Regions from separate parts of the Mus musculus genome. Here region 2 is linked to region 1. The links are chromatin contacts, called in public HiChIP or PLAC-seq maps. All regions are on one chromosome and are shown on one strand. The core of a region is the stretch at or near the end of the contact, and the rest is flanking DNA. Distances in the headings are between cores, read along the strand shown. Region 1 overlaps Mecom (MDS1 and EVI1 complex locus). Region 2 overlaps Mecom (MDS1 and EVI1 complex locus).

The links. HiChIP or PLAC-seq counts read pairs in DNA pulled down with a chosen protein or histone mark.
Region 2: a contact with region 1 is called in an H3K4me3 HiChIP or PLAC-seq map of embryonic limb bud, with 2.4 times the contacts expected there. The contact joins two enhancer-like sites. A contact is called at or near these places in 1 of 484 Hi-C or Micro-C datasets (nephron progenitors), 1 of 115 datasets of contacts at active chromatin or transcription factors (embryonic limb bud) and 1 of 9 other capture datasets (adipose tissue).

What each region holds. Positions count from the first base shown.
Region 1 is chr3:30,084,623-30,087,323 of GRCm38.p6, reverse strand. All of the region lies in intron 2 of Mecom (MDS1 and EVI1 complex locus), which reads left to right. Among named protein-coding and RNA genes, the nearest start is that of Mecomos, 66 kb to the right of the region's middle. Within about 2 kb of position 1,268, at least 5 of the 459 cell types and tissues checked have an H3K27ac peak or open chromatin away from gene starts, as enhancers often do. A contact at or near this core is called in embryonic limb bud, where this site is marked.
Region 2 is chr3:30,226,435-30,229,200 of GRCm38.p6, reverse strand. The region is part of intron 2 of Mecom (MDS1 and EVI1 complex locus); the gene reads left to right. Among named protein-coding and RNA genes, the nearest start is that of Mecomos, 210 kb to the right of the region's middle. Within about 2 kb of position 1,445, at least 34 of the 459 cell types and tissues checked have an H3K27ac peak or open chromatin away from gene starts, as enhancers often do. A contact at or near this core is called in embryonic limb bud, where this site is marked.

The sequences.
Region 1 (2,701 bases), core at 19-2,518:
CTACACCCTGGCAGTCCCCAGAGCAGATAGAGCTTGAAGGAGTACAAAGGGTCTCCAGAGTCTAAATGAGAGGAGATGGCACTCCTAACACCAGAGAAACATGCACAGCGTTTCTATGTATATGAAGGATGTGGACACTGTTGACAATAGACTATCTATCCTGTTATAGTATAACTACACTGCACTGTGACATCAGAGTATAACAGAGACAAAAACAGGCTATTCTCCCCATTACTTGTAAGGGAGAATGAGTTCTAGTTCCCAGGAATAAATACATGTGCTCTTGTACAATCCTGCTAAATGTTTTAACTGGGAATTATTTGTCTTCTACAAATCAAATACAACAGAGGATCAAGGACATTAAATTTGCCAATACGGGAGCATGAATTCTTACAGTCATTCTTAGCCCATTCTTAGCCACCAGTGATGGTGCTATTTAGCTCACCAATGCATAGGTAGAGTGATCAAGGCCCAGAATGGTGAAGCTAGGCTACCAGTTCCTTCCCATTTGCCCTGGCTTTGCATTTTTCTTTAAAAAAAAAAAAATCTAATTGTTCTGCAGAAGACGGCACTGTTCATTATTAATGGAATTTCTTTTCATTCAATTTTGTGGTGTCCACAACAAGATTATAAAAACAATAATTTAATTTCTAAATCTTTTCAGTTTCAGCGAGGTTACTTTGTGGAGTTGGAGATAAATGACCAGAAGAAAACTTCACAAAATTAGTGTTTACACTTAATCTGGCAACGAGCTATAATTTGATTGGTAAAAAATTCATTTGGTGTACCTCTGGCCCTTTGCTGCCGGATAATGAAAATTTATATCTGCGTTTCAGACATCTGGGGAGGGCCTGACAGCTTTGGGGCTGAATGAAAGATGATGTCACGCTGACCCCTGTCAGCATTTCCTCACAGACTGGTTACCCAAAACCCAACAGCACTCACACTTTCTTCCCCCTGCCAGAGCAGACTCTCATTTTATTTTGGAAGGTTAATGACACTGTAAATCTAATAGGCCATTTTAGTGCCATCGTGTGGATATTAAAAAATCATGTGACCAGTCAGGGCACCATATGTGGAGTTCACTGTTGTCTAATGGCAGGGATAAGACGCTATAACAAGGCACCAAGGGCAGCCGGTGTTTGGAATTAATTTCAAAACCATATCTACCTTACACCAATTTAGAATCTCAGCCAATAATTATTGCTTGCCATTTTGACTGTTTGCCTTAATAAGCTGGCTAAGATCAAATCAACATTGGACCCCCGGAAAAGTCTTTGTAACTTGCTTATTTATCAGTATCTCAGGTTCCAGGGAAAGCACTCCTTCAAGGAACTGTCTGTGTAGTCCAGTACCAGAGCCTGTAGCTACTTTTGGCCAATGGCCCCAGGAAATGAAGTTTTAACTCATTCAAATTTAAATAGGGACACATGTCAGCCGTTGCCATTTTGGACATCAGAAGTTGGACTAACTGCAAGGAGACCAAATTCACCAGAAACTAGTGAGGAAATCAATTCCGCTTAAGACTGTCACCTGTTCCTCATCAGGTGAGACATCAGGTGAGACAAAGCTGTATTTGGGGGCCAAAGCTACCTGGTGACAGAACTGACGTCTGAATCATCTTTGAATCCATTTAAAGTCCTCTGCACAGAGTTCAGGTGAATAGATGCAACCAATAGAAACGTGAATGAGTGGGATGCACAATGAATAATGAAAAGCCAGAAACAGAATTGCATTTTCCCTTTTTTACTTTTTCTGTGTGCCTTTCCTCTTGGGACACATAGAGGATAGATACATTGTGATCTCTCAGTCCCATTCACTTGAAAGCAAACGGGAAGGATGTCTGGTGGCTTCTTCCACTCCCTGAAATATGAGTTTCTAGTTCTGAAGCTGGGTAGGTAGATCACAAAGCCAGGAGCCCAAGCCACTCAAATGGAGCAAAGAGACCAACATGAACATCAAACTCCCCACATTCTGAGAGTAAGGGAGGGAAGAAGCAATTCTCCATGGATAATGGGGCCATTGATTGTGGAGCCAAACAGAAGGATATAAAGGGAAACTGGAATAATGTGTGAGTTTAGTCCAAAATGTTTATTTATTAGAAATTTCTATTCATGACTACTAACTCATGGCACAGAATTATCAGGGTGATCTTTCTGGAAATTTTGATGACAGTAATAGCAATGAGAGCAGTTACTTTATTATGGTTCCAGAAACAATGTAGATGTCTACAAGGGATGATTTTAATTATTCTCTCTATGGGGCATGGTATATGGGACTCTCTATTGTACAGACTGAGAATGGAATCAAGTATAAACAAATCGATTTCTCTTAAGGTCAGGCAACCAATAAATGGCAAAAACAGATTTTGAATCCGAATAACCCAACTGTGGAGTTTATGCTTTCATAAAGCTTTTCTGTCTTGTAGCTCTTTCAATCCTCATCGCCTGATTCATTCATTTAGCAAACGTGATTTTGAGACCCAGTGTAGACCAGGCACTATTTTCAGATGGTAAAAGTGAAAAATGCCTGTCCCCTTAGACTTTTCCAATGATGAAGGCAGAGAAGGAAAAGGAGTCAAAGCGATATGTAGAAATAGAAAATACATAGAAAGAAGTGTTAGGAAGAAAAGCAGGAGCAAATAAAGAGATGCTGGGTGCCAGCAGGAAGGAAGAAAGGAAGGAGATGTGGACAGAAGAAA
Region 2 (2,766 bases), core at 196-2,695, 140 kb before region 1:
GGTACTTTGTCACTTGGGATGCAGTACTTAATAACTTTTCAATACCATCATAATAAATTTCGCTGCCTTATTAATATAGAAATGGTGAGTTATGACCTCGACGGCGAGCGTAAATAACTGGAGATGCAGCCGTCAAAAGCTGATTGTTCCAGCATGTATCTTTAAGCAACACAGTTCACTCGTGATAATCAACCCATGTCTATACTGGTACAGTTTATTGCACTTGTCAAAGGAAAAAGTAGTATTATTCAAAATTATATGAAGTCGTAATAAACAAGTTGAATATATTATCAGACTTTTCCTGTAAGTTTTCAAACATGAGGCAGTAAATAATTTTTAATAATGTCTTTTCATGTAAAATAATGTCCATATGCTGTAATAACATCTTCGCTTAACTATTAACAAAACAGTCAACTTCTTTGTATGATTTCAAGGATATTTTTGTATGCACTTTTCAGTCTCTAGAGCTCCGAGGCACAAAATCCTTCTGCATTAAAGGAGCAGAGACAGGAGTCTTAGAACATTTCATTAGCACGCTCCAAAGTTGCTGAGTACAGACCATGTCACACGTTTCTATTTTAATTGAACAGATGTACTTAAGAGCAAACCACAGCAAACAAAATAAAGACAAAATTATAAACATGTGTCAGCAGGCAGTGGGCAGGCGGGAGCCCCTTATGAGCGTCTGTGTGTATTTTATGGAGAGCCATGGACTGCACTTCATAAGTTTACCACTGATGTTTCTAGTTTAATGAGGAGAAACCAAATATGTAGATAGGTGTAAGTTGAAGATGAATTATTGGATCAATCACTTAGCACCGTTGAGGGTGTCTGCCATTGTTCAGTGGGAAATAGCTAGGGCCAGGCGGCAGTTGTCTGCACAGCAGGGTGCCCAGTGTGCGAGGGAATATGGAAAACTTCCTCCTTCCTGTCACTGAGATCTTTATATTATTTCTGGGCCAGGCTGTCTTTGAATTCTGACGTTGTCTTTCAGGTTGCAGCCTGCTGCCAGCCTCTTAAACGAAATGCCTCTCCGCCATTTCTATTACTGCTGAAAAGACAGCCAGCAGTCTATTAACAGGCAATAAACCTCAGGAAACCCAGGCCTCATTTCTTGGGTCAGAGGTGAAAATTGCATACTAAATGAAACAAAGGTGTGCCTTGAGCACTCTAGAAGCTGCACCGGAGTGAGCACACGTGTTCTTAGCCAGAGTCTCCCACTTAAAGGGGAAGGAGTAATCATAACGGTGGCCCATGGAGTTAAGTACTCAGTTGAGAGAAATTATATCAATCTGACAAATATAGCCTTCACAGGAGATAAAGTCTCTAATGATCTTAAATGCATATATTTATCATTTAATTCAACGACCCTGTTCCCTTGGGCTTTAGACCAACTACGTTTCCCCCTGAAGCTTGGGAACTTTTTACTAGCCCCGAGAATAACGGCCATTTGTCAGAAGTTCCAAAGTTGAACAACACAGTTGGAAGCAAAGGACAGGAGAGGGGGGAAATGGTTAATGAGATCATTCTACCTCAGAGAATATTAATATGAAGTTTTATTGATGTACAAACTGTGGGCGAACAGTAGGCAGCACATGGGATAATGAAGAAATTTTAATCAAAGTAACTTTCATCACATTTTATTACCATGTATGTTAGCAGCACACACGGCATGTTACTATGTAAAAAGGAGCTCCTAAATGCTTAGTATTCGTGCAAGGTGGATGTGGAGCGGTCCAAAGGAAACACAGAAACAGAAGAAGAAGAAGAAGAAGTCCTAATATTGATCAGGCAAAATAGGGAAACAGGAGAGCCCGAAGAATCAAGAGGCCCTGTGGTGGATGGTGGGCTTTCCCTCACTGTGTTCTAGGTCTCGTGTGATGAAGCCTACAGTGATGCCCAGGAAGTACGGTGACTCCTGTGTCGTGCTTTGTGAGACTGTCAGAACCTTTGTTCATGCTGTCAATCAACTGTTCTGCACGCCCCCCCCCCCCGGCCCCCCTCCTCCGCAGCCACATGGGTAACTGCAGTAGCTACTTGCAAATAGATTTCTGTAACAGTGCATTATCCTTCAGGCCTTTGCTCTGGAGCTCCGGCGCTCCCCGCCCCCATCATCTCCAACAATCTAGCCATTCATGTGGCATAGCCCCTCGCTCACTCCTTCACCATGTGTCAAGTGGTTTGTGTTTCAGTGCCGTGTGCGACACAGTGGAACGAGCACTGGGCTGGATGCCAGGAACCTGGAGTTTTTGCCCCAAGTCAGACTCAGGACCTTGGAAAAGTCGTTTGACTTTCTTCTGTCTCAACCCCGTCCTTACCCGTGTGGAATATTCTCTAGGGTAGCAGGTTTGGAGGTTTTATTTATAGTGAGGCCATGTTTGGGTCTTTGTGTTCTGAGAAGAATACAAACTCATTTCAAATTAAGTAAAAAATATGTGCATGTTTTACAGTTTCTCTTGGTAAAACTGCCATAAACTTGTGGTTTGCAGACCTGAAACGAAAGCAACTTTGGTGTGTACATCCCTCCCTGAATCTAATGTCTGAGCAGGGCACTCACTTGAAGACCTAACCTTTTGAGTGGAAAGTCAGTGGGTTAAAGATACTATGCTTTTCCTATCTCTTCTTGGAAAGGTTTGTTCCTGGAGTAGGCCAAGTTCAATGTCACTGGTGCACTGTTTACAAAGCAATATTCACAGTTACCATTTTTTGCCCTTTCAAATAGAACATAGATACAATGGGGTTGTTTAAACAAAACAGTACAGCACA